Linked DNA regions of Mus musculus: regions 1 and 2 are each linked to region 3. Evidence: chromatin contacts called from public HiChIP or PLAC-seq data. All regions are on one chromosome and are shown on one strand. The core of a region is the stretch at or near the end of the contact, and the rest is flanking DNA. Distances in the headings are between cores, read along the strand shown.

Region 1 (4,214 bases), core at 1,322-3,821, 64 kb before region 3:
GAGTACCTTTGTACATATGCATTTTTAGACTATTGGAGGCAGGTTCCTAGAAATGGAATTGCTGAGTCAAAAGATGCATGCATAGATGATTTTGTGAGATATTTGTCAAATTCCCCTCCAAATGATCAGACTGATTTCCTTATCCCCCAGCGCCTTAGGAGAATCACCTCAGATTTGGAGAAGAGGTTTTCTCAGAACATCTCTGTGTCTGAGGCCGCCTTGTCTTTACAGCTGGTCTCCGAGCCTGTGTGTACACAGCCCAGCTTGCCCCCTTGAGCACACACAGCAAGCATTTCTCAGGAGCCAGGGACAAAACCAAGTTCCTACATTTCTAGAAATACTTTTTCATGTTGTGTCTTTTACAGTCCTTGTTGGGGAAAAAGAAAGAAAAGGCAGATTGTAGTGAGCTGAAGTGAGCAAGGCTCACACTCAAGCAGAAAGCAACGAATTCCAAGTCCATTGCTTTGAGAAATATGGAGAGAAGGAGGGGAGAGGGAGAGTAGAAGGGGAGGAGGGAAATTTACTGCTATTCCACATTCAACAAGTGCCAATTTGGTTTGTTCAAAGGGCCCTCATAAGATTGGGCATCCATCTTATAAATAATATGCCATTCTATTGAGGAATATAATAAAGTCGTTTACTGTGCTTCAAGGATTACACAGCGCTTTCACACACATATTATCTCATTTGATCCCTACAGTGAAAACATCTACATAGGGACACTTGCGCTGCTGGCCAATCTTTGATGTATATTAAATGGTTTGCGAGTTTGAACCGTGATATGCCTACCCAGACTTCAAAGGGTTAACTAACGCTGCGAACTGGAAACAACCTGGACTTATTAAAGGCACACTGTTGGAGGAGGCTTGGGAGCAGGAAGTGGTGAGGAAGCCAAGTGAGCCCCAGGCTCAAATTTCCCTGACCAGGAGCCTCGGCTGGATGATGGTGGAAAACCCCCAACTGCACTGGATCCTCCCCATTAATTTAGACATTTCATAAACAGATTGCATCGTTCTGCAGAAATGAGGATAGTTAATCATTTCCTCGGATTGAGAGTTCCAAGAGGCCCTTGTGGCTTTGTGTGGACCTTCAAAAGAACTTTATGTAGACAGAGTCTGTGAAATGTTTTATACTTGTCTATTAAATATTCACTGGGCTCCCCTGCCCTCGTTAATATCTTTCGAGAGGAGGACCAAGAACCCATCCAAGATCTGACAGGCACCGAAGAACCTAAGGACACATCACAGGGCTCCTTTCAGCCAACTTCCCAGCTGTCCCTGCTTCTCTCAGTTTGCCCACATGTGCCCTGCCCCCGCCCCAGCAGCCTGGCAGCAGATCACCCGGCCACCACCAGGAGAGCTTTGAAAGAAGCCTTCTCATGACAATTCGCCTCATGGCATTGATGTGTCCACCTGCTTCCAGTAATATGAAACTCCAGCACTCCAAAGTGTGAAACAGACAGACAAGGGGGTCATTTTCTCTGTTAGACAGGACTAACTTGTCACAGTATAAGACTAATGTGGATGGTATAAAATTTCTAAAGACACTACTCAGGGAACAAATTATAACTGTAGGATGTGCAGAATTAGAACTGAGTCCAGGCCCTAGTTCTATATTTGGTAAGTTACGCGTTCATGGGTAAATGACTCAACAGTTCACTCATCTTTACTGTATTGATACGGGTTCTCATCTCTGCCATTCCAGTACTTGGGAGGTAGAGGGATTGTAAGGAGTGCACTGTAGGCCTTCCCTGAACCACATACTTACAGACCAGTCTGCTCTATGAAGTGAGACTCTGTCTCAACAAAATAAGTTCTTGGGGGTGCATCAGCAATACTATGTTACAATAGCTGTTGTGGAGAATATGTGAACTCCTAAAATAAATTTTTTTAATTTGTTTTTTTTTTTTTTGAGACACGGTTTCTCTGTGTAGCTGTGGCTGTCTTGGACTTGCTCTGTAGGCCAGGCTGACCTTGAACTCACAGAGATCTACTTGCCTCTGCCTCCTGAGTGCTGGAATTGAAGGTGTGTACTTCCCTACCTCCTCCTCCAAAAAGGGTTTTAAAGTCCAGCGGTGATGGTGCTCTTCCCAGTACTTCGGAAACAGAGGAAGGTGGATGTCTGTGAGTTCGAGGCCAGCCTGGTCTACATAATGAGTGCCATTCAGGACAGCCAGAGCTACACAGAGAACCCCTGTCTCAAAACAAACAAACAACAAACAGAAAAAAAATTTTTTAAAAGTAAGATGTGGAATAGAGAAGTCTAGGTGTCCAAGGCCCTGAGTTTGATTCTCCACCAGGACAATCCTCGCCCCCAGACAAAAAACAAAAACAAAAACAAACAAACAAAAAACCCTAAAGTTTTTAGCCTGATCTTGGTTGCATAGACTATTAGCATGCCACACCTAAAAGTGACTTCAGAAAGCATCGACTTCACAATTTTTAAATGGAGAACGGTAAGAAAGATTCCTCGCCATCTGCAGTGCACCTCGTTTCTCCTCCCCAGCAAGCAGCTGTTCTGGAAAGGCAGATGGGCAAGGCAGTGCGGCCAGGCCCGGAGAGGTGGAGTCTAGGTTGGGGAGAGGCCAGTTTGGCTGGCATCCTGTAAGTTGGTAGTAATGCCCACTTGAGGGCAAAGCGTCCAAGCCTCGTGAGAGAAATATTCTTAAGATCTAAACCTTGGTGGAAACCCCTTTGGTGACTTTTCCCCCTAATTTCTCTGCAGCCCGGTCTTCCCCTGAATAACACTCCCCCCCCCCCCTTGCATCAGGAGAGGCGCAGTGTTCATCTTCCTTGGGCTGCTAGCGGTGTTTACTCAGTGAGTGGTAATCAGTCACATTTCTACTATTTTTTTTTTAAGACCAGGGGTGGCTGGAGAAGCGAAGAAACTTGTGGTGGGAAGTTATGAGGCGATCCTCCCACCCCCACCCCTATCCTACAAAGACAAGCAAGGGAGGGGCCGGCCAGAAGCCGCAAGGAGGCTGAGCCTCCCATGGCCGGCGGGCTCTCAAAGTGGTGTGTCAAACAGTAGCCAATCCGTTCACAGCTCAGGCTTCCGTGCCCCGCCCCACCTGACCTCACGTGGCCCTGCATGAGGTTTCTGTTTGCTTGCTTTGGGACCCAGGGAGCACTGGGAGTTCTGCCCAGCTCAGCACTTCGTTAGACTCCCCAGGCAGGAAGGAACTGGCCCGCCCTTAAGAACGCAGCTCCTGTCTGAGCAACCGCCAGACTAAACAGGGTTGGGATGTAACTCAGGGCTGGTGCTGGCTGGCTTTACTGCACCCCTACCCTGTGGAAGGACAAAGCACTTTGAAGAACATTGGTATATGTTCTTCAAAGTCTCTTTTCCTTCCCTATCTGGGCATCTCTGCTTCCAGAACTCCACATTTCCCAACGTGCCCTAGTGAATTCATCCTACCACAATCCACTTCGCTTTTTTTCCCCTTAGTTCTCTGCTAGCTTTTCTCTTAATGGGAGACTAGACCAGAAGTGAGATGATCTTGGGCAAGCCACTCCCTATTTCTGGGCCTCATTTTCCTCATCTGCAAAGTGTGTGGGCCGAACCCACAGTCCAGTTTCACTAGCCACCAACGTAGTGTAGGTCACCATCCTAACCTCTTCACATATCTGTCTGCTTCCATTCTTGATTCCTGTCAATCCAGGATCAACCAACACAGCAGCCAAGCTACACTGAACCACTGAACTCCCAATTTAAAACTCTCCCATTCCGCAATTTGAAAAAAACAAAAACAAAAACAAAAACAAAAAACAAAAAACAAATCCCCAGCCTGGTCTACAAAGTCTTATGGAGTCAGGCCTCTAGCTGGCTGCCTACTGTTACCTCCTGCCTCCTACTCCGGTGCGGTCAGGAAAGTAAGGGATGCCTATGTGGCCTTGAAAGCACCTTGGGTCACAGTCGTTCTCAACCCAAATGTAAAAGATGCTTTGGTCTCTTCGTATCTTCTAGAATGATCCAGTGCACACTCAGCCACCACAGTCTCCCTGAAGGTTTTCCACAAAGGCTCTGGTGCTTCTTCAGCTCTGCCTGAATGGTCAGGCCTGTGGTCTCATCTCTAAGTCACTTCCTTAGATCCTTGAGGAAAGCCTTCTTGTAGCTCCGCTCTGGCGCCCCAAGCAAAGCCCGCTTGTTAATATCCACTTTTACCGGACATTGCCCCTCGTTCAGAGCACGAGTTGTAACTGTAATCATTTAGT
Region 2 (4,297 bases), core at 584-3,083, 110 kb after region 3:
GGGCAAATGGCTGGGGACTGTGGTAAGTACAAACTGCTCTTTTCATGATTAGATTTGTCCAAAACAGGTATGGTTTGGGGGTTATTGGATGTGGGTTGGAACTCTTAAGCCCCATTCCTTTGCCTATAAAGAGAGACTCATTATAGGACTCACTTCGAAGTACCCATGAAAAGATTTAATACATGAAACGAGCTGGCAAAGTAACTGCTCATTTATAGGATCTACTAGCAATTAATATTATCATTGGGCATCCAGTAATAGGATCTGCTGTGTCCTAACTCGCTGTTTGTCTTTCTCCACAGTTTGTAATGGGGGGGGGGGTAATTTGAAAAATTGATTCAACATTCTTTGGGACTGGGCCCTGACTTCAGAAATACAGAATTAAAATGAGTTTTGCCACAGGGAAATCAACCTGGTTTTTATTAGCCCATTAAAGCCAGCTTGTTACCAATATTTCCAATAGTTATCAATGGGGATATGTATGAAGAAAGAGTGGGTTGAAATCCTAGCCCTGCCCCTCACTAGTTGTTGGACTAGTCTTGACCCACCTCTCTATGCCTTGATTTCTTCATTTGTAAAAATGAATAATATTAGTATTTACCCTACATGATATTTGTGAAGAGTGAATAAAATACTGCATGTAAAGTGCTTAGTGCTATGCCTGGCATATAGCAATCTCCAAGCAAATGACAGCTAGAGTTGTTATTATTGCATATGACTTGTTACTACTGGGAGGTAAGCCTGACCAATGTAGTGGAGGGTCGAAAAACAGAGGGGAGATACTGGTCTTGTTATGTCTGCCCTAACACCGTCTGAATTTTACACAGCCTAGAGAAAATAGTGACAGGAATGTTCCTGCCAGTCTTACTTGCTAATGGATGATATTTCTGTAAATAATGCACCACCAGGTGGGTACAGTGGTCATGTTTCTCAGCCTGGCTGTGTTTGGAGAAAACTGAGGTCTCAGCTGCCCCCTCCCTATAAAGCAACACCGCGTCAGCATCCCCTGTGCACCTCCCCCACCGCCAAAGAGCACAACCTAGCCACTATGCCTGGGGAACTGAGGAGGGAGGCTAGAAGCCCAGACCTTTTCCCACTGGACTCAGTTGCCTGCAGGAGCCCAAAAGCTCTCACCTGGAAGGGATCCTGGAGGATCTGGCTGCTGCTGGCAGGGGGCTTTGGTTCCAACCCCTAGAAGCACTGCCCTCCCTCTCCTCCAGCTTTCTGCTCTCCTCGCCTCTCTACACCGTCTTCACTCCCCGCCCCCCACCCTCAGCAGGAAAACTTCCCGCTCCTGCAGCCACTTTGCCATGGATATCCAAACCTCTGCCCCGCGTGCATCTTGCCTTGCCATTTCCTCGTCCGTGGCTCCGCGAACCGACCCGAGGACCGCTTGGCAACTAGAAGGAATTCTTGGGGGGCTCGAGGTGGGGGATGGAGAGAAATGACACCCCCCGAAGCGCGAACTCTGTAATCCTCTGTCTTCACCCCCCCCCCCCCCCAAGCCCCGTCCTCCCTCTGTCCCGGGAAGGAGCGAGGAAGGGCCACTCACCCAGAAGGGGCATGTGCTAGACTGCCCCCAAGTCACTCTGAGGTGCCAGTGAGGACCCTAGCAATTTCTGCGGACCTCACAACCCCACACACGCCCAGCTATATGATCCTTTCCCAAGCAAGCCCTAGCCTGGCTTCTGGGGCACAGTACTTACTGTCGGGGACCCTCTCCAGGCCCGGTCTGCGTGGCTGCGGAGCCGGGAACCCTCCCTCTGTCTCTCCCGCGCACTGCCCCTGCCAGTGCCCAGCTCAGACACTGGCGGCAGCGGCGTCTGTAGGAAGAGAAAGATCACGCCTGCCTTAGAAACCCAGCCCCTGCTGTGACCAGAATCTTAAAGAACGAGGCGACTGGCTCAGCCCCAGAGCTGAGGCTGAGGTGATGAACTAAGCAGGGAGCTGAGAAACAGCCCCTCTTTTGCACCTGGATTCGGGACCTCGTGAGCAGTCTGGTGTCCCTGGAGGACCCCTCCCTCTGGGAACAGAGGTGTATGGATAATCCAGCTGCCGCTTGGCTGAGCACTTATTAAGATCTGGACACTGTGCTTTGCATGCATTTTCTCATCCCAGCGCCCTTTTCATTGTACACAAAACAAAACCGAGGCTCTGGGGAAGCAAAACAAACACCCCTGGAGATCAAGGGGAGAACTGGTGGGCTCAAGAAAGAAAACCCGCAGGGATCTTAAATTAGGGGGGTACCCGGAACAAACGCTGCTTTGTATTACTGCAAAGTGGTATCTGGAGACCAGTCTGTCTCTCTCTCTCTCTCTCTCTCTCTCTCTCTCTCTCTCTCTCTCTCTCTCTCCCCCCCCCCCCCCCGCCGGCCCCCATTTTTCTAACTGGACTAAAAACAAGTGGCAACTCCGGGCACTCTTCTTTAGCAGAGACAGCTCATTTCTTAATATTTGATAGATCTCTAGTATGTACCCGACTCCATGGTAGATAGAAAAGGGAGGAGGAGGGTGTTTGGATCCAGGTGGTCTTTTCTGAGACAAGCTCAGAGTCTCTGAAGTCTGGGTTGTTATGCTTGGAGTTCCTCAAGAAGGGGAGAGTGCTCAGGTCCTTTAAGAGGAGAGAGCAGCCAGTGTTCTCAAGTAACTCTCACAGCAGAACTTCAGAGTCACTGATGGGAGACCAGAGAAAAGCTTGTAGAGACATCTTGGGGAGGCTCTTCTTGAAGTGGGACTGATTCTGACTCCTCTCTGCTACTGGGTTAAGGGCCCATTGGATCAATTCCTCTGTGAAGGATGAGTGGAAGGCAGCTTTGTTAGGAAATCAAGTCCCATTGGCTTCTCTGTGGCTGTCACACTAGCCTTTCTTTGGCATTGCCATCTGTGAGTTGGGAAAGACCTCAAACTCCTTCTTTCATGGTCAAAATGATCAAATAGCATCACATTCGTATCCTATTTTAATGACTTAAGATCAGTAGAGCTGTGTGTGGTTGGCCTTATCTATAGTCTCAGACATCTGGGAAGGTGAGTATAGAGGATCACTTGTGCCCAGGAACTCAAGAGCAACCTGGGCGACATGGTGTGACCATTTTTTCAAAACAACAAGAAGGAGAACCATTGTAGAACTTGTTTCTTCCTTCCTTGCAGCAAATACTTATTAGCATCTATGTGTGTTGGGTACTGTGTTAGGAGCAGCACGCGTCCATAGTCCTGTAGGTGAGTCTACCTTGTAAGGCAGAAAGATCACAAGACTGGAAGTTAGAAAACATTTAAAGCCCCAGTTCTTTGACTAAACGGCTGTGTGACCCTGAATGAGTCATGTATCCTTTGGTACCTCAGTTTTCTTGTTGGTCAAACAGGGATAATAATGCCTTCCGGTCCTCCTTTCTGGGGGTGTTTGTGATGCTGGAGGGAAGTAATAGATAGGAAGGAGCTTTGACAGGTATAAAGTCATTAGACAAATGTCGGGGATTAGTCTGTCTCTAAGGTGGGAGGGGGCTACAGGGAGGTAAAACTGAAAAGAAATCCTGGCTGACTCTTCCAGATTGATTGTACTTAATTTCATCTTTCCAGAACTAGTGAGCCGGCATCTAAGCAGCCCCTGCTCTGTGAAATAGTGTTTTCCCTCAGTGGTGCCTATGACACACTGGTTAGTGATGGCTTGGCATTAAACCGAGGAGATTGTTTTAAGGACTTGAATGGAACCAGCAGAACTGTCTGGGCTTTGGGTCTCTAAAGCAGCCTGCTCCTCTCATGAGATTATGAGACCCCAGCATTGCAGGTGTCTGGGTCAAAACCTCTTCAGATCACCAAGATACCTCCATTTAGAAAACACGAAGCTCATGTTAGACAGCAAAGTGTGGTCAAGAGGGGAAAGACTTACTTTTGCTGATAGCCGGGGTTCTGGGTTCTGCCCAAGCAGCAGAGATCTGTAGAGGAACTAGTAGAAACGTTGGGAGAGTCTTTTGCTTGTTTAGCTCATCCCACGGGCCACCTTGACTATCTTTACAATCTACATTACAACACAGTTGTCTCTTGGTATCTACAGAGTAGGTTTCAGGATCCCAAACAGATACCGAAATAATTAAGGGTGCTCCCTCCTTCATTTAAAACAGCACAGTATGTGCAGATAATCTATGTATATCCTCTTGTATACTTTAAATTATCTCTAGATTATTTAAAAATCTAATACAATATAAAAGTTATGTAAGTATTTGTCATACCATATTGGTTAGTGACTAATGACAAGGAATAAAATTCAACACAAACATAATTCTTTTCAGAATTTCTTTTTTTGG
Region 3 (4,090 bases), core at 1,231-3,730:
GCCACCACGCCCGGCTTCAGCTGTTTTTCAAAACCAAGCTTAGAGCTGAAACTTTAGAGAGCCTGTTTAGCAGTTATAAGATCACAGGCTGCTCTAGTAGAGGACTGGAGCTCTGATTCCCAGGTCCCACATGGTAGCTCACAACCATCTGTGACTCCAGTCCCAGGGGATCTAACATCCTCTTCTGACCTCAACAGGTACCAGCCATGCACAATATATGTATATGCAGGCAAAATATCCATATACAAAATAACTTAAATCATAAAAAGCCTTATCCAAGTTGGGCTTAATCAAGATTAATCAGTAGAAAACTATGTTGTTCTCTTCTCCCATGACCACCACCACAAATATAATCTCAGTTTCTGGTGTGTTGCATTCTGCAAAGGGCAGAAGGATTAACAAACGGACAAAACAGTCCTCACATCACCCCCCCCCAAAAAAAAAACATAGAAGATTTAACCAAAGTGGCCACAAAACCCCACATTAAATTAAAAAAATATTCTTATCCCCTAGCTAGGCTGTTCTCAAAGTCTGGGGCTGCTCTGCTTTCTTTGAGGCCCAGGAGTAATAACGGTCAGAGATAAAAACAGCAGCTTGCACACCTCTTTTGACTAAGGTATTGCCTGGTTACAGATGCTTTCAGTGTTTGCACTGCCATTTGCATCACAATTAACAGCATGCTAGTCCTGGAAGCAGCCATTATTACAGATGAACTTTAACTAACACACACAGAAACAATTTAAAGGAAAGACTACAAGACGTTTAGAAATAATCAGAAAGAATAAATCTTATGTAATTTAATTGATCATTGGTTTAAAAAAAACTGACCCCTAACAGCTGACTGAAAGATTGTAGACTGTGGAGGTAGTGATGGCGCAAGTCTGCAAGCCCAGTACTAAGCAGGCAGTGAGAAAAGCAAGAGGATAAATGTTTGAGTCCTGTAGACTACCCCCCAAAACAAACAAACAACCCTAAAACCAAAATTAAAATAAGTGAACAAAAAAGCATTATTGTTAGTGTTCTTGATTTCATCTACTACAGGAAAACAATACAGTGCTCTAGAGGATCCTGTATATAGCTGGAAGGGGGCACTAAAAGAAGCACGGTCCAATAGTGCATGTGGATGATGACTGGGGCTAAGACAGTTCTGTTAGCAATTTTTCGGAGACCGTCTCACTACATAGTCCTGACTAGTCTAGAGTTAACTATGCAGACTAGGCTTGCTTCAAACTTGCTTCTCCTGCTCTTGCCTAGTGGCATGCGACAGCACACCAGTGCTGGGCCACGAGTTTTATAGCAGAGCACCAAAAAGACGACATTCAAATTTCCCTTTGCTGTTTGAGCTAGCTCTTCCACTGCGTTATTATTTTGTCACTGAACACTCACGTGTAAGTCGTTCCCTAAATCCTCACGCATTTAACACTAAGAAGTGGCTACAATGGAGGAGGGGCGGAGTGCTTGTATTATTATGTCTGCCAGTAGCGGAATTGGAAACCGTCAAAAATTCGAATTCTACAACTAAGGTTTCCCTATTTTTTTGGGATGACTTAAGCTGAGATGTCGAAGATCAAGGATGTTGAGCTCAAAGCAACCACTTTACCCCATCTACTGAATTTAACTTAAGGGTGGTTTGATTCCTCGACAGACAGGATAGGAAAAGCCGACACCGTGCCAGTCTAAGGGAACGTGGTAACGTTTTCGCGCCCTCAGAACACAATGTTTCCCAAGACCAAACCAGAACGCTACCATTTCCAACCAAAAAGCTTTTCAAATCTAGGAAAAAGACCACGATGGGGCTCAGAACGCCATAGGTTCTCTGATGTACACCAGTCGACGCGCGGAAAGTGAACCGAATCCAATCTACTGGCTCCACAGTGAAGCGACAAGCCACGTGTCCCCATGCCCAAAGCTAAGCGCCCGTACACCTCCAGACATTCCAGGAGGCCATTACCCCCCGACATTAGATCCTCCATCCCCAACCCCCAAACGTAGCGGCCTCAGCTCCCATCTCCATCTTGGCTCCACCTAACCGCGCGCAGCGAGGATGAACGCGACCCTCTCGGGAGGTAAAATAACGGAACAACCCGCGAGGCAAGCTAACCTCTGCTGCCCCTTTCTGCCCATCCTCTGCTGCCAGGAAATCCCACGGCCGCTCCATCCCCCGAGTTGCCATGGCCTGGGCAGGTCAGGTACACTCAAGGTACCAATTGCGTCCTTACCAGGTCTCCTGGTTGCTGAATTTCTTAGTCACCACCTTGCCTAGCTCAAGGCCCAGGCGGTCAGCGATTTTCTGGGATAAGTCCTGGTGGGAGCTCCCGCTGAAGATTTTGATATTCGGCATCTTGGGTAACTACCTCAACGTGCTCAGTGGTCGCCGCCGCCGCCGCTGCCAACACGGGAACGGAAGTCAGCAGGCAGTCTGAACACCAACAGTACCGCGTTGCTACTCCGCCATCTTACATTCCCGCCCAGCGCGCGGCATTAAATTGCCCAGGGGGCGGGATTACAAAGGAAGTTCTCCACCCAGCCTTTTCTGATTGGTTGGACGGGTGTGAGGGGCGGAGTCTTCCGGTAATGTTGCCGCCCAACCACTCTCTGGTAATTTGTTCAGAGGCGTGAAACGGGTTAAATTAAAGCACTTTTTACATCACAAAGATAGCCACAACGCAGGCGCATCGCAGGCAAAGGGCTTGTTTACCAACTCTAAATACCAAGTGTACTTTCTACCTGGAAGGCAAGCCCTAGGGGAAAGTGACTGAAGGTGAGTCACCCTGGGACAATGCGAGAGAAAGTTAATGTTTTGTCCTTATCACTGGATTCTAGTTTGCTCAATTAGAGAAGGAGTGTGGCTTTCCCCAAATATCTGGGTGATAAAATTATGATTAGCTAAAGATTGGAAGAAGAAAAAGTAAAGTATTATCCATGAAGAACCCTGAAAGAATCAGCATAGTGTTTAAGTCTGCCACAATTACAAGGTAATCTGGCTAACCTAGCCTTTTACACACGCTAACTGGACCAGTGCAAACTTGTGCAAACTAGTGCAGACTCTGTTTTAACAGTATTCCAGACAGCCATGAATTAGATGTAAAGGAAGAGTCACACAATTTTAGAATAAAAAAAAAATCAGTACCAAGGTGGCATACACCTTTAATCCTAGTATTCTGGAGGAGGCAGGCAGGCAGATCTATGTCAGTTCTAAGCCAGACTGATGTACAAAGGGAGTTCAGGGCCACCAGAGATATATAGTGAGATCTTGTCTCAAAGCAGCAACAATCAACAAAACCAAAATCATGACTACCAGGTATGGTGGTACATGCTTATCATCTTAACACTAAGGAGACTTAGTCAGGGGGGATCATGAGTCCCAAGCTAGCCTCGTACACACAATGTGACTCTGAGCCAGGCGTGGTGGCTCACACCTTTAATTTCAGCACTCTGGAGGCAAAGTGAGATCCAGGACAGCCAAGGAGATACAGAGAAATCCTGTCTCTAGGATTAAAGGCATGCAGCATCACTGCCCAGCCAGGCTTTGACAGCTGGGCACATTGGAATTATCAGCACTTATGAATTGGGCTTATCTCTATGAGTTCGAAGCCAGTCTTGTCTAGTGAGTTCCAGAACAGCTAGAGCTACATAGAGAGCCCCCTGCTCTCTCTGTATTGTTGCTCTTAAAATTGTCCGGCAAGGAGCTAACCCAAACCACTTTGGGGACTGAAGAGATGGCTCAGCGGTTCAGAACAAGTATTGCTTTTGCAGATGACCCACATTTGGTTCTCAGCACCCACATCCAAGTGGCTCATAACTGCCTGTGATGTCTCTGCCCTCCAAGGGCATCTGTATTAATATGAAACATTGTGAAAAATAATTTTAAAAAATGAATCTTAGAAAAAGTGGGGCTGGAGAGATGACTTAGTGGTTAAGGGCACTAGCTGCTTTTTCAGAGGACCTGGTACTCCCATGACAGCTCACAACTGTGTGCATGCCAGTTCCAGAGGATCCCACAGTCTGACACAGACATATGTCAGGGCAAAACACCAATGCACATAAAATTAGAAAACAGTAATTTTTTTTTTAAAAAAAGAAGGTTTGT

What was found. HiChIP or PLAC-seq counts read pairs in DNA pulled down with a chosen protein or histone mark.
Region 1: an H3K4me3 HiChIP or PLAC-seq map of the SCID.adh cell line shows a contact between it and region 3, with 14 read pairs. The contact joins the enhancer-like site here to the promoter of Prps1 in region 3. A contact is called at or near these places in 4 of 484 Hi-C or Micro-C datasets (CD4 T cells, CD8 T cells, muscle stem cells and 1 more), 6 of 115 datasets of contacts at active chromatin or transcription factors (the 230-238 cell line, the SCID.adh cell line, effector CD8 T cells and 3 more) and 3 of 9 other capture datasets (adipose tissue, liver and pancreatic islet).
Region 2: an H3K4me3 HiChIP or PLAC-seq map of embryonic stem cells shows a contact between it and region 3, with 11 read pairs. The contact joins the promoter of Frmpd3 here to the promoter of Prps1 in region 3. A contact is called at or near these places in 1 of 115 datasets of contacts at active chromatin or transcription factors (embryonic stem cells) and 1 of 9 other capture datasets (liver).

Annotation. Positions count from the first base shown.
Region 1 is chrX:140,519,253-140,523,466 of GRCm38.p6, reverse strand. It overlaps Gm39538 (a long non-coding RNA gene), which reads left to right. Exons shown (of 3, transcript XR_003953088.1): 3 at 701-1,902. Among named protein-coding and RNA genes, the nearest start is that of Gm39538, 13 kb to the left of the region's middle. Within about 2 kb of position 2,571, at least 317 of the 459 cell types and tissues checked have an H3K27ac peak or open chromatin away from gene starts, as enhancers often do. A contact at or near this core is called in the 230-238 cell line, CD8 T cells, the SCID.adh cell line and 8 more, where this site is marked.
Region 2 is chrX:140,339,799-140,344,095 of GRCm38.p6, reverse strand. Frmpd3 (FERM and PDZ domain containing 3) reads right to left here and starts at 1,833. Exons shown (of 15, transcript NM_001320946.1): 1 at 1,707-1,833. The region is part of intron 3 of Gm32113 (predicted gene, 32113); the gene reads left to right.
Region 3 is chrX:140,454,993-140,459,082 of GRCm38.p6, reverse strand. Prps1 (phosphoribosyl pyrophosphate synthetase 1) reads right to left here and starts at 2,480. Exons shown (of 7, transcript NM_021463.4): 1 at 2,220-2,480. The coding sequence starts at 2,341.